Regions from separate parts of the Rattus norvegicus genome. Here region 1 is linked to region 2. The links are chromatin contacts, called in public Hi-C maps. All regions are on one chromosome and are shown on one strand. The core of a region is the stretch at or near the end of the contact, and the rest is flanking DNA. Distances in the headings are between cores, read along the strand shown. Region 1 overlaps Arhgef28 (Rho guanine nucleotide exchange factor 28). Region 2 overlaps Arhgef28 (Rho guanine nucleotide exchange factor 28).

Evidence for each region. Hi-C and Micro-C count contacts between places; a contact is called where the count stands out from the background.
Region 1: a contact with region 2 is called in a Hi-C map of Schwann cells, with 3 times the contacts expected there. The contact joins two enhancer-like sites. A contact is called at or near these places in 3 of 12 Hi-C or Micro-C datasets (the A7r5 cell line, Schwann cells and mammary epithelial cells).

Annotation. Positions count from the first base shown.
Region 1 is chr2:31,242,667-31,249,187 of GRCr8, reverse strand. The region is part of intron 1 of Arhgef28 (Rho guanine nucleotide exchange factor 28); the gene reads left to right. Among named protein-coding and RNA genes, the nearest start is that of Arhgef28, 49 kb to the left of the region's middle. Within about 2 kb of position 3,222, at least 41 of the 93 cell types and tissues checked have an H3K27ac peak or open chromatin away from gene starts, as enhancers often do. A contact at or near this core is called in Schwann cells, where this site is marked.
Region 2 is chr2:31,127,028-31,134,324 of GRCr8, reverse strand. It overlaps Arhgef28 (Rho guanine nucleotide exchange factor 28), which reads left to right. Exons shown (of 36, transcript NM_001415065.1): 8 at 3,355-3,410; 9 at 3,912-3,972. Among named protein-coding and RNA genes, the nearest start is that of Arhgef28, 160 kb to the left of the region's middle. Within about 2 kb of position 5,179, at least 14 of the 93 cell types and tissues checked have an H3K27ac peak or open chromatin away from gene starts, as enhancers often do. A contact at or near this core is called in Schwann cells, where this site is marked.

The sequences.
Region 1 (6,521 bases), core at 1,973-4,472, 120 kb before region 2:
GAATGGCGTTTTTCTTTTATAAAATGTGTATGGAATTGTATTGTCTACACTTTCTGGGGTTGGCTTTTATTGCTCAATGTAACTTCCTGCAGTTTTTTAAAGACCTGTTTCTATTATTATCGATTGTGTATCTGTGTATAAGTATACACACATGAATACAGATGATTAGAGAGGCAAGAGGCGCTGGTTCCTCCTGGAGCTGTCCCACATGGGTTCTGGAAACTGAATCTAGGCTCCCACTTGCTAAGTCATCACTCTAGCCTCGCTTCCTGATGTTCTATCTATGTGGCTGTCTATCACCGTTTTCGTCCTTTGTATTGGTAAATAGTGTGTGGTTGTTACTTTACATCTGTGGGTAGGGATCGGCCCAGGACTTCCCCTGCATACCTGAATCAGAGGATGCTCAAGCCTTATAAAGATGATGTATTAGCATATAGCGTATGTGACCCCTCCCATATATTCTAACTTACCTCAAGATTACTTATAACACCTAATAACTTACCAGCATTAGTCAAGTAATACTGTATTGCTTGAGGAAATAATAATGAGAAAAAAAATCTGTACAGGTTTAGTTCAGAGGCAACCTTTATAAGCCTATGGCACATTCTGTCTGTGTTTGGTAGGATGCATAGATACAGAAGCCAGGAATGCAGAGACCCACTAACGTTCCTGTGATGATCTGTGCTCTAGAGTTGATCTATTAGGGCTGTTGAAGGACATCTGGGAACGTCTAGTTTGGTCTGTTTGGAAAAGCCATTGGTGCAAATGCTGGTAGTCCTTCTGTGCTTGTTTTTAGGAATCCCCTGGATGTTCAGTGCCCGTATCCTTTCGTATCCCACCAGCACCGTGGGTTTTCCCATCCTCTCTCCTGTGCGCCTGCTCTTACTGTTTCAACCATATTGACTGGCAGGTCACTGTGGTGTGAATTTCCATGTCCCCAGTGGCTAAGGGTGTGGAACACCTTGTCATGTGTTTATTGCCTTCTGTGTACTCCTGACAGTGAAACGCTGGTCCCTGGCCTCTGTGTGTGTATTTACTTGCCAGCGAGATTGGTTTTCAAGTTCTTTGTCAGGTACATGTCTGACAAACTAGTCCCTTAGCCCATACTACGTTTGCTCAGTGTCCTAACATCAGCTTTCACAAAACAGATCAATCTTGGTAGAATATAGACTCCAGTTCTCATGGCCCACTGAGGACCCAATGTAAGCTTTAAACTCTTGACAGAAAATACACAGGAACAAAATTTTATATTCATTTCATGGAATTCATGGCTCTATAAAAGCCATCCATAGAACATATATTATAAACTCGTGGTTTAATCGACATATTAATTTCTAGAAATTCCATATTTGACCCCAGAAAAAAAATCCCACCTTTCTTTTCAGTGAAGTAAAAGGGGAGGCCCTGTCGCTTGTGTGATGAGGGAGCCAGGCAAACTTCCGAGTAAGGCTTAGCATTGCACTTAGTTCGCAGTCCTTTCTCAGGAACGTTCCATTTGTCTTCTCTTTGTCCTCCTTGCTGCTTCACGTTTCTGTAGACAGAACACTTGCAATACGCAGACCCGTCTTTCTCACCGAATCCAGACTTTCAGACATCAGCGAGTGCACAGATGTGGGGCCGCCCTGCCTGCTGGCTCACTTTTAGCGGCAGGACCTTGTATGACTTTTTGTTTCCACGTTCTAACATTCTAAAATGGAACTGAACTAGCTTTCTGAAATGCTGGTCGTGCCCAGACGTGGAGCTAGCAGGAGCAGGGCCTGCATTGAACTGAAGGCATTACGTCTGCCATGAGGAGAAAGCTGAGCAAACCCTGGGATAAACATGTAGTAAGGAATATTATTGGTTGATGTCTGCCAAAGGACCCTTCCCCTTATACCCCTTCTTGTTTGTGTTTGTGTGTGTGTGTATATATATATATATATATATATATATATATATACACACAATCATATATATATGATTATATATGATTATATATAATCATATATGTATGATTATATATATATATGAATTTAGGTATGTATTTTGTGTGTGTGCATGTGTTTGTGTATGTGTGTGTGCATGCATGTGTGCACATGCATACATGCATGTGTGTATGCATGCATCTCTGTGGACATGTTAAAGTGTATGTGCCTATGGGAGGCCACTGGTTGATGACGTGGGAATCTTTCTCTATTACTCTAGTTACTTTTTTGAGACAGACTCTCTTATGATTCTACCAGATTAACTGGCCAGAAAACCCCAGGGATCCTTCTTTCTGTCCCCACCCCTCAGCCCAGGGACTCTGGAGCACACAGTGCTGCTCCTGGCTTTCTTGCTGGTGATCCATGCTTAGCTACTCACGATTGTATCAGCACTTCACTGAACGAGCCATCTCCTCAACCCCAGAGCTCCATTCTGTTACACACGTGGTGGGTAACGTTCTAGGGACAGATTCTGTAGAGACAGATGCTGTTCTCTCTGGCTTCAGCGCCTTGAACTCTGTATCTGCATCAAGCCTGTCTTCACGTGGAACCCCTTACATCTGAGGACTCCCTCGTCTCTTGATGCTGGCTTCATACCATAGCCTTCTGCCAGTCTCCATTTCTTATATCCAACTGCTTCATCCTACCACACTGTGAACACTTTGACAGGCTCCAGAGTGCTTTATGCATTGTCCACGAAAGTGAGTTGACATTGGCAAATTTTTGCTAAGGAGGGAATTGAAGTGTTGAAAGGTTGAGTCCCCTCAGGATGCTTGGACGATAACTGAGCTTTGTGTTGACTCTAAGCAGTACACTGAAAAGGCTCTCAGAATCAGGAAAAGTTCAGTAGATTTGGAGAAAGCTTTTTAAGGCCTTGATCGCTTTGTCTATGTGCAAATATATCCCGAGAAGTACAAATGAACGTGCCAGGCTTGGCGGAACATTCTGTTAGCAGCCAACTCGTTCTCCTCTTTGTACTTCATAAACATCCTCTAATTTAGGCTGCAATATTTCAGACTGACTGGCTCTCCTTCCTCCCCACTCCCCCATTAGCTTGCATTAATGAGATCCTATTGAAGAGTTACTGTGTTGCCGTTTCCCCCATCTAATCTTCAGACATGTCCCCAGCGAGTTTATGAAACAGTCTAGCTTTTCTCTTACAGCTGCAAGGCTTGCATGACTCAGCTATATGGCTCTACTCAGAGGCAGGCTTATACAGTCCGCATTGTGTACGCCACAGTGGCTTCATGCCTAAATGCTCCCTCCTCACGCATTTCCCTTGTGCTAGCATCAAAGGCATCCTCTGAGACTCGGCCTCGCAGCCTAGAGTGTGCAGTCCTTTCTTTCTCCACTAGCATCACAGTTGAGTTGGGCACCATTAGCTGTGCCATTTGCTGAGGGGCCTTATGCATGCTGTCATTTTTTCATTTTGTATGAATCCAATGAATCCAGAGAGTGATCAGAGAGGGAAATAACTCTCTCTCTCTCTCCCTCGGTGTCTGTCTGTCTGCTCTCTCTGCCTCTCTCTCTCTCTCTCTCTCTCTCTGTCTCTCAGTGATTTAGGATGATATATATATATATATATATATATATATATATATATATATATATGTGTGTGTGTGTGTGTGTGTGTGTGTGTGTGTGTGTGTGTGTGTGTTGTTGTTGTTGTTGTAAAAATATAAAAAAATAAAAAAGTATTGGTGTCTTTTATCCCGCTAGAAGTCCAGGTGTCCCAAGATATCTGCTAGACATCTTGGCGGAAACACATCCCAACTTTGCTGCAGCGGCCCACTGTCTCCAGCCACTGCACTTTCCTACACTCAAACCCTCACATAAAAGAACACACAACACAATAATCTTAGATCCAATTGATAAGATATAATTGCCCACTTAAACATACAAAGTCCGGTACCATCCATCCCTTAAGAACATTGATAACAACCTGTAAATACACAGAGCGGAATTTTAACATCAGCCTCCATTGTGCTGCCACGGCTTCTCGGCCTCTCCTCCTCCTCTCTTTGTTCCAGTCTCCTCCTCTTCCTTCAAACTTTTCTCCCGCCCATCCTTCCTTCTCATCCAATGACAGGCCTCCTTCTATCTTGTACCTGCCTCACCTGTGACATCATTCCCCCCATATCTATATATCTATATCTATATCTATATATCTGCTAAGAGTGATTGATTGCATGTATTAAATCTGCGCTGCCAAATTTGATTTGCAAAGCATGGTTATGACTTTTATCCCCTTTGCATTGTCTGAGGCTGCTGTCTCATGATTTTTCCATGTCACTTGCTAGCGGGCCTATGCTACATTCTCACTGATAAATTGCTTACATAAATCTTAAACATTTCTCCCAAGGATCCTTTTCTCAACTCTATAAAAAACATATACCTTAAAGCCTTTTGAGTTTTAAAGTGATTTATATTTCATTGCACTGTTTGCAAATCCCAGGGAGATAAAAACTTGCAAACCATCAAAACCCCTGCTGCTCTGCAGAGGTACAAGAGCTGGAGTGCAGGCAGGGCAGGTGAGCGGGAAGGGCGGGAAGGGCGCCGCTTACCCCTTAAATTTGCAAGCGTAGTGTGGAAGCCTCTGTTTAAGCCTCTGTTTCCCCTATATTCTTCAGGCTGCCGTGTTTGAGTAGTTAGTATAGTGTGTGCTATGTCGATAGCTTTCTGAATGAGGTTACTCAGCGTAATAGTGTAGTTCTGGCTAGACTATCTATAGTGGTAAGTCGCTGTGGGTTTTATAAAAGGCACAGAAGACACTGATTATTAGCATGTTCAAAGACAAAATTAAAGATCTGGTTTTGTGGGGCCATGATTTTGCCTGGCCTTTGATCCCAGCAGCTGGGAGGCAGAGGTGGGTGGATCTTTGGGAGTTTGAGGCCAGCCTGGTCTATGTAGCAAACTCCAGTTAGGGTTAAATGGTGAAATCCTGTCTGGAAACAAACAAGCAAACAAACAAACAGTACTCCCACTCCAAGAAATCCTCACCCCAGAACAAGAAAGCCATGGCTTCACACCCATGACTATTTCATTTGGAGATATAAGAGTTAGAGACCTGGAATTTCATGAAGGGGAAATGAATTTTTTTCTTTGCAAGGCAAATGTTATATTTATTTCCCTCCTAACTTTACAAATTTAGTGTACTTAATAGTCTAAGATTTTTCCTTAGAATCAATTGCCAATCAAAAAATTTTGGATATTAGATATTTATCGTAAGCCTAATTTAGTACTCCCTCATCCCATTAGTGAGATTTGTTTCTCCTTTTGGAGATAAACTTAAGAAGAAAATATGTGGACTGTTGTCCAGACTTTCCATTGGTGTCTGTGATAATTTTGGTAATATTCTGACATTTACTTTCCCTAAAAAATGTTTTTAGAGACAGCAGGCCTTGGGAACAAACTTGCATGATTACTGAAACTGGTGTAGGAAGAGACCCAGCATAGTTTAGCCAGTGAGAGCAGGACCCGGAGCCCCTTCCCACCAAAGAGAAGTTCATCTGGGAAAAACCCAAAGGGTAATAAAAATTTTAAAATGTTATCCAGTTGGAGGTTGGACAGTGGTATTAGGTAGATCCTCATGTTTTCGGGTTACCTTCCCCCCCACTCATTCAGGAAAATTCCGATAGGAGTTTTAGAAGGACTCAGAATGACCTAAGGGGCTCTCTTATTTCTCCCAGAATTTAAGTGGGATCTTCGGCTATGAAACCAGTCTCAGGGCTGGAGAGATGGTTCGGTGGGTCAAGCACTTGCTGCCCTAGCATGGGGAGGTGAGTCTGAATCCCGAGCGCCCACACAAACCTAGAGCTCCTTCAGGGAGAGGGCAGGAAACAGGAGAGTTGCAGTAAGAGCAAACAAACACCAAGACACCCTGCCTTAAGCAAGGTGGAAGGTGTGTGTGTGTGTGGGGAGGGGTCAAGCCCGAAAGTTGTCCTCTGACCTCCATAGGTGCATCGTGCTGTGTGTGTGCACACTTATTCAAACACACAAATGTTCACACAACCCCAAGCCACATACTCACAAAGATAAGCAGTTTCAAAGTCCACTGTAACAAGAGCGAGACATTTAAGCCGAAGAAGTGTACAGAATGTCAAAACCTTCAAGGAGATCCAGCTTTTCAAACTTGTTTTGGTTTATGGTTATTTTGCTTAAGGGGTCACAGGGGATTAACCTGGGAAACGTAACGAATATCAATCGAAGTGGCTTTTAAATTTCTATACTAAGACTAGTAAGAAATTGAGTTGGCAAGGATAAGATATGAGTGATCCAATGGAGGGTGCAAGGTCAGGGTGTCTGGCCCTGGATGTTTCTGCTGAGATCAAGTCTGAGGCAGCTCTCGGTCTCACTTAGCCTTGTGTGGAATGACAGGTGATGTGGGAGAAAGCGGGCCCTCCACAGTCCAAGCGAAGGCACACCTCGCCCTGGGTGCAGGTCACGTGCACTGGAACTTACCGAAAGGAAGCTGCTGGGAAGAGTATGCATGACCTGACCAAGGGGGAAGGGCCTGCTTTTTCTAGAAGCAGATTTTCAAAATGCTAATATGTATTC
Region 2 (7,297 bases), core at 3,930-6,429:
AGCCCTTAAAGCAGATAGCTAGAGTTACAGATACCATTATCAGCCAGAGGTTGCTGTAGCAACAAGTAGTTTGACTGCACCGTGCAACTGATGGTACGCCGGGCTCCTGTAAAAGGAGGTGTAAAAGGAGCCCGCTCATTCAGCAGAAACTCTCCTGGGAAAGTTTAATTAAGCTGGACTAGAATAAGCACCAGAGTCTCTGGAAAGCTCCAAGGGGTGCTTCTGGTGAGCAGCTCTAAATTAAGGAAAGATATGTCATGAGTCTGAACCAGCAGAGCATCTAAGGAGTAATTTTAGGGTGAGGATTTTTCTACACGCGAAAGTTCTTTTTAAAGCTGAAAGTAACTCTAACGCAAGCCTGTCATTTCATCGTGGAGTGTGGGATTCTAAAAACCTCTGACAGTATAGTTGTCTTTGAAACTTTTTACCTAGTAGATATTCTATGTCGAGGGCACCTCATGCCTCCTACCCTCTCTCTTCTCACCTCCCTTCTATCCTACCAGTCCTAGCTTTACTTCTTTTGTTACATACGTACATGCACGCCTACATACCTGCATACATACACGCATACATGTATATATTTATGTAAAATCTAGGAACCACAAATGAAAGAAAATATGCAGTCTTTATCGTTCTGCGACTGGCTTCTTTCGCTTAATGCGATTACCTCCAGTGTATTTTTCTAGGCAGTTGTTCTAAAAGGTAGGAAACGGGGCAGGGGGGTTCACAAGAGACCACGGCGGAATGTAGGGATGGAAGTATGCTGAGATCATGGGGTCGGCCTTTTGGGGGTAGGGCTGAGGGAGAAAGCTGAATGAGCCCTTTGATACAGCAAATGATTACAGGCCACATCCTGTTTTCCAGGGTGCTCTTCAGAATAAATGCCTGCATGTATGGGACGATTTAGAGACACAGTGGCCTCAAGTGGCCAGCAGAATGGAGTTGCGTGGTCCTCTTCCTGTCTGGTGCAGATGTGTTCCTGGAACCTTTGGCTCTGTTGTTCCCTGCTCTCTGACACACTGTAGCTGTTGACCCCACGTGCAGTTTTATTATGCGGGTTTGAGTTCCCAAAGGGGGACTCCTCAGCAACGCCTATGTGGCAAACACTGCGGCAGGCGACTCGCAATTCTGTGCATTGGGGAAGTGGACTGGAAAACTTCGCCTTAACTTTTTTTGCCTTGGGCTTTTGGCACTGAAAAGGCACCTCTCGGCAGGCAAGACCTTTCTAATTTTGCTTACATGGCTGGTCTTCAGGCAAATGTTACTCTTCTGCCACCTGGTGGCCAGATTTGGGGAATGCATTTAAAAGCATAAACTATTGGCTGGGTGTCTGCAGTCCCTGCACAAAATTGAGGTCCTGTGTTTTTGTTCTTATCATGAAACCTAGTCTTGCTCGCAAATTCATGATCGATACCAGTTGTCCACAGTCGCAGCCTCGCTTGCCCCATGTAAAATAAATTCAGTTATTCTTTTAAACATGACTTGCTTTCTCCTTATGTGTATGTTCCTGTGGGGGGTATGCATACGTGTACGCGTGGGTACCAGTGGGGGCCAGAAAAGGATGTATAAAGTTATCAGTAGTCTGAGCTGAACTCAGATCCTTCGTAAGACCAGCAAGTACCCTTCGTATCCAGGTCATGCATCCAGCCAGATTCAGTTTTTGTTTTTGCTTTTTTAATTGTCCATTACCTGGATGATATTTTTTCCTCCATCTTTATTAATTTGGGTATTTATTAGTTACATTTCAATTGTTATTCCCTTTCCTGGTTTCTGGGCCAACATCCCCCTAACCCCTCCCTTTCTATGTGGCTGTTCCCCTCCCCAACCCTCCCCCAATTGCCGCCCTCCCCCCACCAGTCTAGTTCACTGGGGGTTCAGTCTTGGCAGGACCCAGGGCTTCCCCTTACACTGGTGATCTTACTAGGCTATTCATTGCTACCTATGAGGTCAGAGTCCAGGGTCAGTCCATGTATAGTCTTTGGGTAGTGGCTTAGTCCCTGGAAGCTCTGGTTGATTGGCATTGTTGTACATATGGGGTCTCGAGCCCCTTCAAGCTCTTCCAGTTCTTTCTCTGATTCCTTCAACGGGGGTACCGTTCTCAATTCAGTGGTTTGCTGCTGGCATTTGCCTATGTATTTGCTGTATTCTGGCTGTGTCTCTCAGAAGAGGTCCATTAAACAAACAAACAAACAGTGACAAGTGGAGTTGTAGTCACCTATTCTCGACTTTCCATTCTTATTTCTTTGCAACCTGTCACCCTCATCTGATTTGCCGTGGAGAACTCATACATAAGGGCTTGTACATTAAGTGTAAATGAAACCTCTGGCCGTACCAAGAGCTTAAATAAATCCACTTGGAGGTTTGAGGCAGTAGGAAACTGAATTAAACAGGAGGGGCAACTGGGGTAGGGACTGCCCAGTTTACAAACTTTCTGGGAAAATTCCTGGCCTTTCTCTGGGACCACATCAAAAAAGGTCCAGCATGCTAAGAAGCGGAGATTCAAGAAAGGATCCTGAGGCCTGGCGAGGTTGTATATTCTTATAAATTCAGGTGAAAGGTTTTCAGCTAACCACCCCTGCTAGGGAAGCCAGCATTTACGCTACCCAAGGCTAAACATGCTCCATGGTTATTTTGACAGTCTTTGAACTTGTTTCCGGGGAAACTGAGTATTTGGGAAGAGAACCAATCAGTCAGGGGACAGAGAAAGTGCCTGTCACCTGGGTTCCTGTTTGTCACAGAACACCCTGAACACTGTTTCCAGGAAAAGCTTTGCTGGGAGGGGGCCCCCCAGCCAGAGCATCTGGGGTCAGCCACTGCTTAACCAGCTGGTTGGTGCCGAGAGCTGTGTGCTTTCGTCCATGCAGAAGAGACAGCTGCCTGTCTCTTAGAACGAATTAGTCGTTTTTCTTTCTTCTACTGACATCTGTGGAATCCAGGGGAGAAGACAAGTAGGATTTCCCTCAGGTGGTACCAGTCACATCCTCGGCATCTATTAAGAACCTTTGGGGGTGTGTGTGTGTGTGTGTGTGTGTGTGTGTGTGTGTGTGTGTGTGTGTGTGGTGAGCATCCTTCCTTTGCAGTCAAGGATACTGATTTATATAAGGCACACCCCCCCACCCCTGCCACCCCAGGATTTCCCGAGAGAGCGCCCTGCCTTGTTTACATAGTAGTAACCCCAGCGTGTGTGCAGTCAGGCGATTACATACCTCAGTCTCTGGTAGAGTCGCCTGTTAACTAGCTAATCCCGTGCAGAGGGTCCTGGGTAGCTTGTATATACCTGTCATGTATTTTCGTTGTCTGTCTGTCTGTCTTTGCCTGTCTGTGTTTCTAACTAAAGAATTATTTCTTTTGCAGAGGTTAGGAATCTGGAGTCTGGCAGATCACCCTCAGAAGAGGAGGAGGATGGACAGGTGAGGAACCATGGTCACCTGGCCTCACTGTCATCTCTGTGTATCTCTCCAGAGTTAAAGTAGGTGTGACCATCGAACCTCCTGCTCATTCAAATCCACACGCAGGCAGGGCTATGCCCATAATCCAATTTCTTTTATTAGGATCACAATGGGCTACATGCTATGTATGACCCAAGCCTAGCTATCCTGAGTTGTCACCGTCGTAAGCACGAGATGATCAACCAGCGGCATCCTCCAGAACATGCTGTGGCTGGAAGCATCTCGTGCAGGATGTTTACTGATACTGCTTTACCCGTGGGCAGCTTCCAGGTGTGTGTTAGCTGGACACACATCCTTTCCTTATTTTTAGCTCCTGGGGCTAATTATAAGCATAGATGAGTCTCCTGTTTACGTGTTGCAGTGCGAGGGGTGTGCTTTCATGGACGTTTCCCAAGATCGTCAGTCTAGCCCTCGAGAATACAAAATCGTGTTAACGAGATTCCTCACCTGTGTCCGTTTCAGCTCGTCAAAAGCCAGGCCGACGGGCCGAGTGAACAGGAAGACCAGGACCGCCTAGTTTTGGGTATGTTCCAAAATGCTGCATTGCCTGTGGCCAGGGGTGGGCGCTGTGGGCCGTTTGCTTACTTCTTTCAGCCTTCCTAGTCAGTTTTCTCCTAGTCAGTTTTCTTTAACGTTTCAGTCATAACCTTACAACTCTCACTCACAATCTAAAAGTACATAGGAAGAACCCAAAACATTCCCCTGAGGGATTTCACCCGGCCAAACTCTGGAGTGGTAGTTGCCATAATTACCTCATGTCTCCGTGAGCCTGGAGAGTGGGCTTTGGGTACCATGCTACCTGTTACGCAGTGCCGCCCAATGCATCCCATGGAGATGAGTCTGGGTGGTCTGCACCCCACCCCCTGGGCCTCTGGAGAAGACCAGGCACTGCCATGTGCGTAGGTCCCTTAAGAGAGAAGGGTAGAGATGATTCTTTTCACAGACCTGAAAATTCTCATTTCTCTTCAGACGTCCTATTTCCCCCACCCGCCTCTGGGCTCCTCCGCTGCTTTCCCCTACACAGCCCTGGAATTATTTAGAGGCCAGCAGAGTAGAATGAAGTTTGAGTGGGAGAACAAGGGCCCGGCGGCTGCCATCAGATGCCCGGCGACTGGGATGTATGAGTCTTCTTCAGGTGCAGTGCAGCTGAGGCTGCTTGCACACTTGTCTTAGTGTTTCCATGGCCATGAACAGACACCATGACCAAGGCCACTCTTATAAAGGACAGCATTTACTTGGGGCTGGCTTACAGGTTCAGAAGCAAGGCAGCGTCCAGGCAGGCATGGCGCTGGAGGAACTGAGAGTTCTATATCTTGTTCCAAAGGCAAGAAGGAGAAGCCTATCTTGCAAGCAGCAAGGAGGAGGGCCTCAAAGCCTGCTCCTACAGTGACACACTTTCTCCAACAAGGCCACACCTACTCCCAGCAGTCCTATTCCCTATGGGCCAAGCCTATTCAAACCAACCACAACACTCAAAGGACACATGGGAACAGAGCTGTCTTGGAGGTGGCCCTGGGTGAGAAGGTTGCGGATGAGGCAAGTCCGCAGGCTAAGGAGAGTTGAGAGTGTATTATGTGGCAGAGGCAGCGGACATGTGGAGGCATCACCAGCAACTCGTGAGGGGGTTCCTGGAGGCCCTGGCATTGTGTTCAGCCTTCGTGGTAGACACGTGTCAGAGCTGTTACAACCGTTGGGAAATCCCATAGCCTAGAGAAGGCCAGGAGGAAGCACCCGCAGTGTTGGTTGACTGTGCTGCTCTGGGCTTGGCACTTCGCCAGCGGTGGTTTGCTGGATGTCCTGGCCTAAGGGGCCGCTAAACTTGGAACAGAGACTTAGTTGTGTTCCAAGCGGTGTGCACACATCTGTCGCTGTTGCTATAGAACAGGAGAAAAATAATTTATATCCAGAGCCCACAACAGGGGAAGAGGAAGGAGAAAACAAAACAAAACAAAACAAAACAACAACAAAGCAAACACTGAGGACTAGATGACTCCTGTGGGCCCCAAAGTCGGGAGCGTGGTTCTCCATGCACACAAGATGTCTCAGCTGCTGCCCATTGCACCCTGTTCTCACTCTCTCTCGGGAGTGTCAGCTTTGAAGAACGTTTACTCAGACACGTTGCTGGCAGAGGAGGGGGGTTGGCTGTTAGAAGTATTAAATAGTGGGATTATTTTTAATTTGGGACTCTTAAAACCTCTCCTCAGTCTCCTGCTGATGTACTTGTTGGGTGAGAAGAGTTTTGCTTTGTAAACTGCAGTAACCCTGCCCGGGCTGAGTGCTTAGTCAGTAACGTCATTGTGGCTGAGGAGGAACATTGGGAAGGCTGAGAGGAGAGAGAGAGAGAGAGAGAGAGAGAGAGAGAGAGAGAGAGAGAGAGAGAGAGGAAGGAGGAGGAGGAGGGGAAGGGGGAAGGGGGAAGGGGGAAAGGGGACAGGGAGTGAGGGAGGGGGGGCAGAGAGAGAGAGAGAGAGAGAGAGAGAGAGGAAGGAGGAGGGGAAGGGGGAAGGGGGAAAGGGGACAGGGAGTGAGGGAGAGGGGGCAGAGAGAGAGAGAGAGAGAGAGAGAGAGAGGAGGAGGGAAAGGGGGAAGGAGGAGAGGGGACAGGGAGCGAGGGAAAGGGGGGGTCGGGGGAGAGGGAGAGAGAGGCTGAACAAAACTTAACATGTAGCCATCTATGAAAAGGCCACGGACACGTCTTTCTGACTCCAGCATTTTCTCTCATTATTTAAACTTTTGAATGAAGAGGGAGAGAAGAAAATCTCCTGACTTTATGAAATAAAGTGAGAGTGGGCTTTAAAGGAACCCCTGAGACAGAAGAGAGAGCAGCCAGCAGTAACAGGCAGATGTAAACCAGAGGCAGAAAGAAGAAGCTGCTCCCCCAGAGGCCACTTCGAAACTCTTGTCTTTGAGTGAGCTGGTAGTCTGTCTGGACTCTTAGAACTACTAATAAAACATGCAGGATAGAAGTATGAGGGCTTTGCTGTATTGTATTACTTTAAACTGTGTGGTACAAATGTGGTGTTGTCTTGCAAACTCGATCAGTGTTGTTCTGGTGGAACTTTCCGTGTGATGGTTGTCCGGAAGTTGCTGCTTGAGTGAAGTCCTGGTGTCTTAGCGGAATCACAGAAGCTCCTGGAAAGTGATGGCGCTGCTCTGTCAGCTGGGATTATAGAGCGTGAGTGAGGCTGTACGGGCCACAGACCTGACTCTCACACTGAGGCTAAACTTCCTGCAGTTAACGAGTCGCCGGTGCTCTCCATTGGATTAGAGATTGTATGCGTGCATTCGGCTAGAGTTGTGTGTCATGTAGCTATGGGCATGGAAAGAAACATGAGGGACCCGTGAAACTGAGATGGTGAGACAAGAGCATGGGGGCGTGTCTTGACTCTTCCTGTGGGGGGAGGGGTGGGGAGCTAGAGCACATCTCGAGGTGAGCGAGGGTGGGGTGGCGAATGGAACTGGTTGGCGCTCTTCTTGGGAAGTTTCAAGACTGATAGGCTCTGGCAAGAAGCCATACTTTATCTGCTGCTGCAGATTTGGCTGGCAGACAGAGGGCTTGGCACAGTGCAGAGCTTTTAAACAGAATCTTGGTTAAGTAAGACTTTGCAGAGGAACTGGGGAGATGGCTCAGTGGTTACGGGTACCTGCTGCCCTTGCGGGGGACCAGAGCTCGATTCCCAGCACCTGTAGCAATATAGTTCCCGGGGTTCCAATGCCCTCTTCTGGCCTCTTTGGGCACTGCATGCCTTCACTGCGTAGTTCACATACGCGAGTGAATTCATAGACGTAAGTTAAAATTAAAGCTTTAAAAGCTTTTAAGGAGAAATTAGTCTTCTATAGCTAGAGAA